Linked DNA regions of Sus scrofa: region 1 is linked to region 2. The links are chromatin contacts, called in public Hi-C maps. All regions are on one chromosome and are shown on one strand. Each heading gives the region's core, a stretch centred on a gene start, on an enhancer-like site or on the middle of the called end of the contact. The rest is flanking DNA. Distances are from core to core; before and after follow the strand shown. Region 1 overlaps PAPPA2 (pappalysin-2). Region 2 has its middle 88 kb from the start of RFWD2.

Region 1 (6,423 bases), core at 3,447-5,946, 430 kb before region 2:
AAGCACTCTGGACTGCTCACATGGAGGCGGAGGCGTGGTGTGGGAACATTCCTGAAGCTCCATAGCCTTTTGGAAGATTTAAATACGTGACTTCTCTGCATCCAAACTTTTTTTTTTTTTTTTTTTTTAAAGCAGAGGTCTTCAAATGGCTGCTACCTCCTGGAGAGGAAAGGCATACTGACACAATGCGAAGGGTGGTCATTAAAAAGTCAACGCTCTCCCTGTATTTATTTACTTTTTGCATTTGAATAAGTGACTTTTATGTGGACAAAGACAGGGAAAAGGAAGCTTGTCTATATTAAATTATCCCAAGAAGAAAATTTGATTTGAAGAACATTTAGCAAATTGTAGTTGCTCTGGATTATCTTTTCAAGGCTTAGGGATGGTTTTATTTTACTGATTTGGAAGGTTAAGCAGATTTGACGTGTAGATTCTTTAAGAATGGCCTTGGCCATTGGCACACCAGTCCTTACCAATAGGTGGCAGTGTAACCTGAGAATCTAGTGGCACAATAAAGGAGGAAAAAAAAAACTAATGAAAAGAGGGCTCATCAGGAAATCACACTCTTGAAAATAACCATTATTCTCTAATGAATCTTACTTTGTTCCAGACCTAAATACCCAGGGCAAATATAGACGGTTTTATGGGTGTAGACATGTATTAGGAGCCCAACCATTGGGAAAAGTGAAATAAATGTTAGGGGCCCAGAACCAGTGGTCTTAAAAAGAGATGACCCAAAGCCAGTTCCAGAGATACCCTGGCATTATGTATAAGTGCAAAACCTATCACCCTCATCCCCATCCTGAGCCCCTCGTCATCCGGTTGGCCTGAATCTAAGAGCAGTGAGTCTCCCAGCTGACGGGTGACTCATCCTGTCATTTAAGTTTGTCAGTCAATGGAAACCAGAGCTCCAAAGTCTCTCTCCAGGACTCTCCCTGGGGAAGCTATTAGGGAGCAGGCAGCCTCGCCAGATGTCTGAGTCCAGCCGGCTCCCTGGCATGTGCAGGGGCATCTGCTTATGCTCAGGGCCTGGCATGAGCAGAGGGCCCTGGAAGGATGCTCCAGAAGATTTGCTCTCAGTTTTCCACTCACCAGCTACTAAGAAAGCCACTGGGAAACCAATGAGCACCTTGAAACATAAACAAAGAGAAAGACATTTAACTTTCCCATTTCAACTGGGTCTGGGTTCACTCTGGGTCTAGTACACTGAGCTGCATGTAGCACAAACCACGTCATGTTTGGGGACAGAAACCTTGGATTCCCATCCCAACCTGCACTTAGTTATACGAACTTAAATTTTTCCATGGCCTCTCCAAGACACAGTTTCTTCATTTGTAAAATGGAAGAAGAACAACAACAAAAAAAGTCCTTCTGCTTAACCCATGAGTTGCAATGAAGCACATGAAGGTACTTTACAAATCATAAAGAAAATGTCATGTAACATTTTTATTCTCTAATGTTTACTTCTAGTCACATATCTATCTCTCAAATTCCAAGCTCACATTTTTTTGTCTTTTTAGGGCCCCACCTGTGACATATGGAGCCTCCCAGGCTAGGGGGCAAATCACAGCTGTAGCCACTGGCCTACACCACAGCCACAGCAACGCCAGATCCAAGCCATGTCTGCAAACTACACCACAGCTCATGGCAATGCCAGATCCTTAACCCACTGAGCAAGGCCAGGGATTGATCCTGCATCTTCATGGATACTAGTCATATTCATTTCTGCTGAGCCACGATGGGAACTCCCAGAGCTCACATTTCTATTAATTCCACAGGCCTTCCCAAACGGCTCACAGATGTACTGAGATGACCACCTAGACCAGCAGGTGGTACCTGGCCAGGCCGGAGACCAGTTGCAGAAGCCTCCTCCAGTGTGCTGAACACTGCTTTATATGAAACTTCCAACTAGTTATCTAGCTGGCTTTTAAATTGATCTTATCATAAAGCAAAGTGATGCTTTTTCTTCAACAATTTACTCCTCTTGGCTTCCCTTTTCTGTCGGTGATGATAAGCTTTGTGGGTGTAAAAATAGTGCAGAGGCATTGTCTTTGACATCTCTCTCTACCTCCACCCTTTCCCTGTTCCCATCCTATGAACCATCATTTTTCTTTTCCTTTTTATATCTTGGTGTCTGATGGGACCAGGCTTGAACCTAGTTTCAGGCCCATGACCTTAGAGGACTTTCTTTACACTTGGTGTCCACATCTGTGAAACAAGACTATGGAAGCTGTAGATCTGTTTTTGAGGATTAAATAAGACTGTCTATGCCAAACGTAGGGCATGTGTCAGCTGCCTTCTACTTTCCAGCCAAGTTGGGTGCTCCAGGGAGATTCACTCTCACCTGGCCCTTTTCCTAGTCCTACCTCCATAATGTCAATCCCATTCTCCACTTTGCAGGGATGCTTCTCTCCCTCTTTCCCGTTTCTGCTTATTAAGCTCATAAGCAACCGTCACAGACCATCTTTCAAATAATGCCTCCCTTTGGCATCCAGGAGTAATGTCTATTTCCTCTGAACTGTGATTCTTGCATTTTATTTTCTTTTTCTTCTTCTTTTTTTTTTTTTTTTTTTTTTTTTTTGCCATATCCCGAGGCATGGGGAAATCAAACATGTGCCACAACACTGACCCAAGCCATAGCAGTGACAACACCAGATCCTTTACCATTAAGCCACCAGGGAACTCCTCTTGCATTTTACTTCTACAACTCATGAGACACTTGACATCATTCTGCTTTTGAATATGTCATCTCTTCCCAGGAACCTTCATGTTTATCTTCTTTATGTGCACCATTTACTTAAAAGTTTTTAAGTGACTGAAAGGACTCATCAATCAATTAATCAATGATGGATGTCTGGACCGGGCACGAGCAAATGAAAAGCAACTTGGAAGTGATGGAATGATTTAAACGAAGAATAAGACACTGAAGACACTTCCCATTCTGTGTGCTGATTTTTTAATGAACATCTTATAATCTTACAAAATAACTGGCTGTAGCTGTTTTACGTTACAATACAGTAGATCCGCTCTTTTCACTACGTTCCTAATCAAACCATCCCTTTGGGGTGCAAACGGTCACACTCAATAGGGATCTCAGAGGAGAGGAAGTGCCAAATCCAATGCCTTGTAATGGAGGGAAGGAAAGGAGAGAATCAAGAGCAGCTCTTCACTTCAGGTGCAAGTTTGCCAGCTGATCCTTCTCCTCCCTCCAATCTAGTCTCTCTGGTCGGAGCTGTTATGCTAATCACCAGAGTCCTGCAGCCCCAGGCAACGTGGACACCAGCGCTCCTACTTACTAGGAAAAAGAGGAAGCAGAGAAGTGATTTTGGAACAAAGAACTGATGGTAGAGCCTCTGTGGCCTTGTGGGTGGGAAGAGCCGCAGAACACAGACCCATGGAGCCAGTGGAGCTGATATCCACTGGGGATCTGTGACCATGGCATCTCAGACCTTCAGCTTTATCAGGGACCTGAGGAGCGCAAAGCACAGGCTCCAGGAACAAAGGTTGGGGGAACCTGCTGTCTCTGAATGGCCAGAGCCGACTCGGGCTAGGCAGCCTTCTGCCTGAAGGGCTTTCCACACACCACCGCTCACATTCCCAGGGCAGTGATGGAGTGCAGATGTTGCCCACAGATAATAAAATATTTTTAAATGGAGTACAAAAGAGAAATGTCCTGTGATTCCTATAGGGGGACAGGCCAGTCTTGCACTGTGAAGCGCAGTCTCTGAGTTCCTGGGGGAGGGGCCGTGCTGGAGCCTCCCTGAGCCCTGCAGGGCCCAGGGTAACAGCTCTGCTGCCTCAGTCTCAGACAGGACAGGGTTCCCTGCACAGTTTGCCGGCTTCAAGAACTTTGGATAATGATTTCACAACTGTTTTAAGATGGAGCATCTAAACTTTTCTATTGTCCCTTCCATGTTGTGACCTATCAGAATCCCCCAAATATTCTCTTCTTGGGGGGCACTGAATGCCAACCCAGATAAGCACCAGCAGGCATCCAGGCAATACTTGCTGTTAGGGCTGTAAATACAGAGGACAGGTATATTTTCGATGGGCAGACGCTGCTCTTTCCTTTCCCCAGTGACTCTGCTGCTCTCACTTCACATCCCCGCAGGTAAATATGTGTATGTTGCCTTCTCCTTTTAACTTCATTCCAGAATGTTGTTCTTTCCTACATAAAATCCGGTTCAAGATAGTGGGGGTGGGGGATTGGTATTTCCCCTTTCTATTTGCACAGCCCTTGCTTCAGGGTGGATGGGAAGAGTAGAATACTGCAGTCAGAGCCAAAGTGCAGGAAGGAGATCCAGAGAGCCCAAGGCTGCCCTTGAACTTGTGCCTGTCCTTTCTTCCCTTCCACTGGAGAAGAGGCTTGGAGGGAGGCAAACCTCCCAGCCCTTCCTGAGATGATAAACTGGGGTGTTGAACAAGAAACTAGCTCCTTACCCTCCCTCTCCAAGGCCTCATCCATAAATCATTACCAAAAAACAACTGCAAGAGACCACATGCAGGGAGCATCAGCCTGGATGTAAACAGAGAGGCAGGTTACCCTGGTCATTTCACGTACAGTCCAACGATTGAGCAAGAAAGGGTAACGAGGACAAAATGGACCCCAAATCGTTGAAATGCTTCTCTCTCCCCACAGAGTGTCACCCTTGCTCCATGTATTTTACAGCTTGCTCCAAAGGAACTCTCTGGGACACAGATTTGACACATCGCACTTGAAGAGAATTTAACTCCCATTCTGCCTTGTGCAAAGGATCCCATTTGGTCTGCTTGGGAGACTTGGAACAAGGTTGAGTTTCCTTGACTCATTTCATCCTCCCTGGCCCTGCGCTCTGATTAACCCTGACTTCTCCCCTGTCTACTGCCTCCCTTGGCTCCTCCATCCCTGCCTGTTCTTCCATCTCCTCCCACCTTTTCCCGATGTCATTTCCATGACAGTCTTTTTTTTTTCCCCAGAAAATCAACAATAGGTCATGTGGCTGTGAATGATGGCCAGGCTTGGGGACTTAGAATGAGTGAGACCACAGGCCAAGAATGAGGAATGCGTGACTTCCTGTAATCCTGGTGATCAGAGAAAGAGCCCTCATACAAACTTGTTAACTGAGTGGCTGGCTGAGAGCCACACTTGGAACAGGCACACATGGAAGTGTAGAAAATCCTGGGTCTCACCAAGTGCAGCTAGGAATTCGGAGAAGTGAATAGAATATATTCTTTTTGGATGGATCCTAGTCTAGTTTTCCTGGACCCATCACCAATGCATACCCCCTACCCACTTTTCTGTGCCTCTTAGTATTATCATTCCGAGACCCCATCTTCTCCAACTGGGCCCAGCTCCCAGCTCATAAAAAGATGATTAGCTGACATATTATCATCAAAAACTGCATCTGATCGCTCTCCTTCCTTCTCCAGTTCCCTCTCAACCTGCCAGCCCCTAGGACTAGAACGATGGTAGAATAACTTGTCTCTCGGTCCTCAAACCCTCAGCATTCATTTTGGATGTGAACTTCACAGCAGCATGTGTGGAACCATGAATAATTTTTAGCTTAGTAGACGGCAAAAAATATAATATATATAATATATTTATATAATTATGTTTAAATACTTATAAAGAATTAATCACTAACCTCGATATTCCTAAGGGAGACTACACAAAGAAAGGGAGCGAGCCAGTTTAGATTAGAAGAGCCCTGAAGGGTGGCAATCCATGTGAAACCAGTATTAACAGAGTGTCCCTGGCAGCTTCTCTTCTAGTATTTTGGTACTAGTTTACAAGTTGGGTAGGGCTGAATAGTTGACAGGGTGCAGAGTGGGAAGCAGGGCAAGAATTCACGATGGGGTTGGAGAGAATATAAATGGGAGGAGGGTCCTTGTATATCTATCGTATTTTTCTTTCCACTTTAAATCAACTGCCTCTTTGAAGAAACTTTTTTTTGCCTATGATTCTTCCTTACTTGGACTACTTGATGCAATAGTTGGCACCTATAAACATCCTCTTGAGTTTCTTATAAGATTCTCCATGTTCTTCATCCGTCCCTCCCTTCATGACCTTTCTTCTTCATTCACCTTTTGTTTCCTTTTGTGGAGGGCTCTCTCTTTCTCACTGCCTCCAGGGCAGTGGAAGGAGGGGCTCATTCCCACAGTCACTGATTTTCTTCAGCCTTGGGGTCTCGGCAGGTGCATTCATCCAGATCACAGTCAGCAGCAAATGGAATGACCTTAGGGAAATCAAAGAGACGTTGAAATAACCCATCGTCGCACCAAGTGTCATGCTTTCAACCAGCTTTTGCTTTTCTCACTTGGTCCCAGAGGGAGCATGGGGTTATGTGTTCGTATCACAGAACTGAAATTAACACTCAGCTCTTTCATTTACCTTGTCTCCTTAGGCAAGGTAAACCTTGCTTCACTTTCTTTATATACAAAGTT
Region 2 (6,393 bases), core at 3,300-5,799:
AGCCAAGACATGGAAGCAACTTAAATGTTCATCAATAGAGGAATGGAAAAAGAAGATAGGGTACCTATATACAATGAAATATTACTTAGCCATAAAAAATAAAAAAATAATGCCATTTGCAGCAACATGGATAGAACTAGAGATTATCACACTACATGAAGTCGGACAAAGACAAATATCATATAATATCACTTATATGTAGGATCTAATAAAAATGATACAAATGAACTTATTTATAAAACAGAAATAAACTCACAGATTTCAAAATCAAATTTAGGGTTACCAAAGGGGAAACCATAGCAGGGAGGGATAAATTGAGAGGATGGGATTAACAGATACACACTACTATATGTAAAACGGAAAACTAACAAGCTTCTACGGTATAGCACAGAAAGATCTACTCAGTGTTTTGTAAATCCTATATGGAAAAAGAGAGTAAATAATATATACGTATAAGAGATTCACTTCACTGTATACCTGAAACCAACAATGTTGTGAATCAACTACATGCCAATAAAAAAAATTTTACATTTAAATTAAAATTTTTAAAACTAACAGTGTATAACAGGAGTGATGTTTAAGCTTGTTTTCTGTTTCATTTTAAATAGAAAATTAGGAGTTTCCATCGTGGCTCAGTGGTTAACGAACCCGACTAGGAACCATGAGGTTGTGGGTTCAATCCCTGGCCTTACTCAGTGGGTTAAGGATCCAGCATTGCCGGGAGCTGTGGTGTAGGTTGCAGACGTGACTTGGATCCCGCGTTGCTGTGGCTGTGGTGTAGGCCGGTGGCTATAGCTCTGATTAGACCCCTAGCTTGGGAACCTCCATGTGCTGCAGGTGTGGCCCTAGAAAAGACAAAAATAAAAAATAAAAAATTAGAAAATTAAAATGATACAGCTCCTTTTCTGATTTCATGATTGTTACCCATGTATGAAATGATGGACAGAGAAGGCTTTACTGGAAAGAAGGAAACTCCTTATTCATTCCAATCCTGGCTGTGGCAAAACAGGTACAATTATATTTGGGGAGAGAAGCCAAATATGTCTATTTATTTACTAAATAGGCATCATCTAAATTAGTCTAAAGCAGCAGGCAGCCTGACCTCATCACACACAAGAAGAGTGACCTCACTAGACTGTGTACATGGTTGGTTGGCACAGCAAAAAAGAAAAAGGCCAGAAAACGTTTTGGAATTGACACAGACTTCTAGAATAGGACCAGATTATGGTATAAGTAATAAGATTTCACATTTAACTCAATGGAGCTCAAATTTCCATACCAATCTCCAAGGCAAATTGTGGCAGAAGTAGAAGATAAAACAATAGAAAAAGAAATTCTATGACTTGATTATAAACTGCAAAGGCAGTTAAGAACTGGTATCTAGAATTCCCTGAAGCTGGAGCTATGGCTCATAAAGACCTCTGTGATTTTTCTGGAGCTAGGTCTACTGTGCAGCGTTACAACCAACCAACGCAATTCCTCATATGCCCCTGAAAGAAATGCCTCATTTGAATGAAACTCTTCGAACAAGCAATCATAGGGAATCTGTTATGTGCAGAGGGATTCAGCAAAATACAGTGATTTCCCTTGCCTTCAATGAAAATACCATCTTGTTTTTTATTTTTACTTATTTTTTTATGGCCTCACCCATGGCATATCGAAGTTCCCAGCCCAGGGATTGAATCCAAGCAGCAGCTATGACCTATGGGCAGGTACAGCAACACCGGCTCCTTTAACCCACCTTGGTGGATCAGGGATGGAACTCGAACCTCCGAATTGACTGGAGCCGCTGCAGTTGGATTCTTAACCCACTACACCACAAGATGGGAACGCTACCATGTTGCCGAGGAGAGAAAGCAACTGCACATTTAAAACTAACCTAAATACGATATTAAAAGTTTAAGGAATGCGGGGTGATGTCAGAGAGACTGTTCAAAAAAAAGCTCCATGGAGAAGAAGGGACTTGATCTGGGTCTTGTAGGGCAACTAGACGTAGATGGATAAAGAAAAGGCAAGGAAGGACTTCGAGTCAAACTGGAGCAAACGTGCAAAGGTGGAGCAGGCAGTGAGCACATGGGGAACAGGAAGTAAACCACAGAGAAGATACTGAGGCCGATTTTTTGATGAATGGTGAAAATATAAAGAACAGATGGCTTTTAAGCAGTGCCTCTTCCTCTGCCTGCTACAGCATGAAACTCTGAAGGCTGGGTGTACTCAAAGGCCCTAAACTTACAGCATCCTCCTTCCTTCATAGAACTGCGGACAATGGCTAAGATAACAGAAACAGCAAACAAACTATAGCACACATTAAAATTTTTCTCAATTCTTTCTAATAAACAGTACAGAAGGGAGAAAATATTGTAACTGCATCCCATTCTTCAGCCCGCTTGTGGAGAAAAATGAGCAATGGTGGCACCAAGGACCATGTGATGGGGATGCGGGGGACACCCAGAATTTACTGAGTGTTTATGGTATCTCAGGATTTGTGTTTTCCCTACATTATTTCACTTTATCCTCACAGAAGCTTCATGGCAATTTTTTAATGAACAAATAACATAAAACTGATTCAAAATAGCTTAGCATTAGAGAGAATTAACTGCCTGGCATAACTATAAAGTCCAAGGGTAGATAATCCTAGCTTGAGAAATGGCTGAATCCAGGGGACCAGATGATGTTATCAGGATACTGTCACTGTTTTTGTTTCTCAACTCTATTTTACTCTGACTTCATTTTCAGCCATGGTATACCTGGGGAGAATGACTGCTTGGAGCCCCAAACCTCCAGGAGCCTCCTTAGAGGTCAAAAGGAACAGACCTTTCTTCTTGTTCACCTCCCTCCTCTCTTGCTCTCCCTGCCTGCTCCCTCTCCTTCTCTCCATCATGGAAGAATGGCCCTGCTGAGTCCTGTGCATAACACTCAGACCAAAGCTCTAAGGGCCTTGAGTCCTGCAGTCATCCCTTTCCACCAGAGATAGGCAGGTAATGGGACTGGAAGACCCCCCCTGGCACCATCTGCCTTGGGGAGGGCCACTCCCAGTGGAAAGCAAGCTGCCCAGCAACTGTTCACCACAGGCAAACACTAACATTATCCCAAACTAGTGATGAGAAAAGTGAGGGCTTGGGTGGTTGAGGTCAAAACCAAACTGCCCATTGTGAAACCAATGACTGTTAAGCTGAGAAGCCTTTGAACAGGTCTGGGCCTGAGCCCCACTCAGATAACTAACCCAGAATCTAGGTGGTACAAACTATGGAACACATTTTTTAATTTTCTCAGGTGGTACCACTATGAGAAATATGAGGAAGCAGCCGGTGTGGAAAACCTCCATCCAAAGCACTAGACCCCTTTAATAATAAATCCCACGCTGCAGAGGGTGACCCCGTCAGCCACCTTGATCATCCAGCTCGTAGGAATGACCTGATGCTTTATCTGCCTGCCTCACTCAATCACCTTTCTATCATCCTGTCTTTACAGCTGCAGTCACTGGTACCTAGCTTGACATAGCAGACATTTCATAAATATTTGCTAAACTGAACTGATGGAGTTCCCTGGATTTTCATGCAGACATTCCTGCTGGAACGAAGGGTTCAGAGGGGAGAACAGTAAAACTATCTTCATGTCCTAGTGGTGATGACAATGACAGGAAGGTGGAAAAGCAAGGGGGAAAACAGTCCATTGTCCACATTTTCTGAGTCAAAAAGAAATAAAAAAGTAAAGAGCTTAGTAAGTAAGATTATCGTGTGGCATATATTACTTTTCAAGTTAACCCTTCAAGCCAGCATTTCAGCTCTCATTCTGCCAGCTTCCTTAATTATGATATCCTTATTCCCCAATTAAAGCCTCATTAAGCTTGTCAGCACCTTTCTAGATTACCTATTTTATTCTCTAAAAAGCTAGGCTTTATTAAATTGAAATCCTTTATGGAAAAGCATATTCTAATGACTTCTTGCTCTCTCATTTCATTTGATGACACGATGAGAAACAATAGCTCTAATCTGATCAAAAGTTAATTTTTCTGCCGTCAAGCAACTCCATTTTGGTTAAAAGCTTCTGTTAAAACTCCTCTAACATAATGCAGTTTCCCTGGTGGTCTAGTGGTTAGGACTCTGCACTTTCACCTCTGAGGCCTGAGTTTAATCCCTGGTCTGAGAACTAAGATCCAACATCAAGCCGCTGTACGCCACAGCCAAAAAACAAACGAAAACCAAACAAAAAACTGCCCTAACATAATAGCTCTTGGTTTTGCGTTCCTTTTTGTAATTTATTGTTTTTTTCACACACACACATACACACACAAATAACCTGCTGCTCTCAGACTTATATTTTGCCCTGTAGAAACCTGAGCCCATCTGTTTCATCTCTATCTGGGTGTGCGGGTGGGTACAGTATAACTACTTTAATCTTCCCTACTTGGCTCTCTTTCCTAGAATCTCTCCATTTTTAGCTGCCCTGGGGTTTCCCTTTATACTGCACCTGCGCTTACTCTGGGCTCCACCCAGCGTTGGCCAACCTTGTGAATGTTTTATGAGACTGTCTGCAGCACACCCTTGGCGCCAAGCAAGAACACCTGTTGTTTCCTTGCCCTTTTCCAGACCTTCACTGCCCAGCCCTTGCTGGGCTCAGGCATTCCTTCCATCCAGAGGGTTTCTGGGGTTGGCATCTCTGCATAATCATCTCATCATCAGTCTGCTGGTGAATTTATTTCCAGAAAAAATGACTGGGCACTAAAGCGTGTCTCAGGCAACTCAGCTAGGCCTTTAGGCTTAAAGAAGTATTTGCTTAAAAGGACCCTTTATGTGAAATCCAAAGGCTTGTTGGCAATCGTGCCCCCTTTGATGATGTTTCTCCCCAAGTTCTTGTTCTTCCCTTTTTACTGTCAGTAACCACTAAAGAAAAGGCAAGGTCTAATTAGAGTCCAGGGGAAAAATGGCTATTTCTTCAGAGGAAGAATCTAGGATTTCCTGTAGGAACCTGATATTCAGGTACTCACTGCTCCTACCCCCATGACTGTCACTGCCATCACAGCAAGGTTTTAGACTTGGTAATTTAGGAATCTCTGTCTCTTTACTTAATTCTTCCTGGACTCAGGTATTCCTCTCTCAGTTTTATGTATAAGTAGCACTTGAGTTCAATAGGCTTTGAAGGGCCAACATGGGAACCTCATCTCTACTTGTAGTACAGCAACTATGGAAAAATGTGTTACACATACACAAAAATAAATGTACAGCAACAGAAACCTGTCTCCTTACCTTATCTCCACGCTCAGTTCCTGCCCCTAACCCTATGGAAGGCACTGGACATCCAGCAGTAGTAAGAGGAAACAGAGAACTCATTTGCTCACCACTCCTTCTTTCACTTTTTAGTACAATTTTCTTTCTCTGGGATTACATCTTTCAGTAGTTCCTTCCACAGAGTTCTTTTGTGCTAAGTTCTTTTAGTCTTATTTTGTCTGAAAATGCTGTTTTTGGAGGAGAGAAGATTTTATTCCTAAAGTGCAATTTGCTTTAGAATTTAGGTTAATATTTACTTTCCCTTAGCATTTTGAGGATATTTTCCCACTGTCCTTTTGACTTCTATCATTGCATGGTGAGAAATCTCCAGCTAGTTAAACTGTCATTCCTTTGCTGCTAACTTGTCCTTTTTTCTAAAGCCGCTTTTATTACATTCTTTTTGTCTTTGATATTCTGTAGTTTCATTAATATGAGTTATATGTGGATTTATTTACTTATTTTGCCAAGAATTTGTTGTGCTTCTGAGTCTGAGGATTTTTGTTTTTAATTAATCCTGAAAAAATTCTTAGCTGCTCTATCTTTGAATTTTACCTCTCTTGCCAGTCTCTTTATTCTTTCTTACTGAAACCCCTAATAGATCTATGTTTCGTCTCCTTGTATCTTCAAGAGCTCTTGATGACTCATACTTTCCAACATTTTCTTTTTTCAGGGCTTTCCTGGTAATTTCTTCAGATTTATCTTCTAGTATACTAATTTTCTTTTTAGCCTTATCCAGCATTTTTACCCTATTCACTAATTTCGATGTCTACATGGTTCCATTTCTAAGTTTTATTTAATTATTTTTAAACATGCCTATTCTTTTTCAGAATCTCATGCTTTATGTCAACTTAAGCATACATATTTGATGGTCTCCACTTGATGATGCGCTTCATTGATGCACTGTCATTCGGAAAGAATTGTTTCTCTGCTGTTTTACCATTTTGAAGTGTGAATTTATCTTCATTGTGGCTTTATCTATGGAAATCTTGTGCACCCTAGGTTGAAGAAGTGTACCTCCAGAGAGGTTCTGCATTTTCTTCTGGCAGCTGTGAAGCCCTAAATCATTTATATACTCTTCTTTCAATTAAGGAGTTCCTAGCCAGCCATTCATTTTCAGAAGGTTTTT

What was found. Hi-C and Micro-C count contacts between places; a contact is called where the count stands out from the background.
Region 1: a Hi-C map of fetal skeletal muscle shows a contact between it and region 2, with 2.9 times the contacts expected there. The contact joins two enhancer-like sites. A contact is called at or near these places in 1 of 5 promoter capture datasets (liver), 24 of 47 Hi-C or Micro-C datasets (adipose tissue, alveolar macrophages, brain and 14 more) and 1 of 2 datasets of contacts at active chromatin or transcription factors (skeletal muscle).

Annotation. Positions count from the first base shown.
Region 1 is chr9:118,632,489-118,638,911 of Sscrofa11.1, reverse strand. PAPPA2 (pappalysin-2) reads right to left here. Exons shown (of 23, transcript XM_003130330.6): 23 at 2,940-6,215. The coding sequence ends at 6,141. Among named protein-coding and RNA genes, the nearest start is that of PAPPA2, 270 kb to the right of the region's middle. Within about 2 kb of position 4,696, at least 9 of the 83 cell types and tissues checked have an H3K27ac peak or open chromatin away from gene starts, as enhancers often do. A contact at or near this core is called in fetal skeletal muscle, where this site is marked.
Region 2 is chr9:118,198,582-118,204,974 of Sscrofa11.1, reverse strand. No RefSeq gene overlaps it. Among named protein-coding and RNA genes, the nearest start is that of RFWD2, 88 kb to the right of the region's middle. Within about 2 kb of position 4,549, at least 3 of the 83 cell types and tissues checked have an H3K27ac peak or open chromatin away from gene starts, as enhancers often do. A contact at or near this core is called in fetal skeletal muscle, where this site is marked.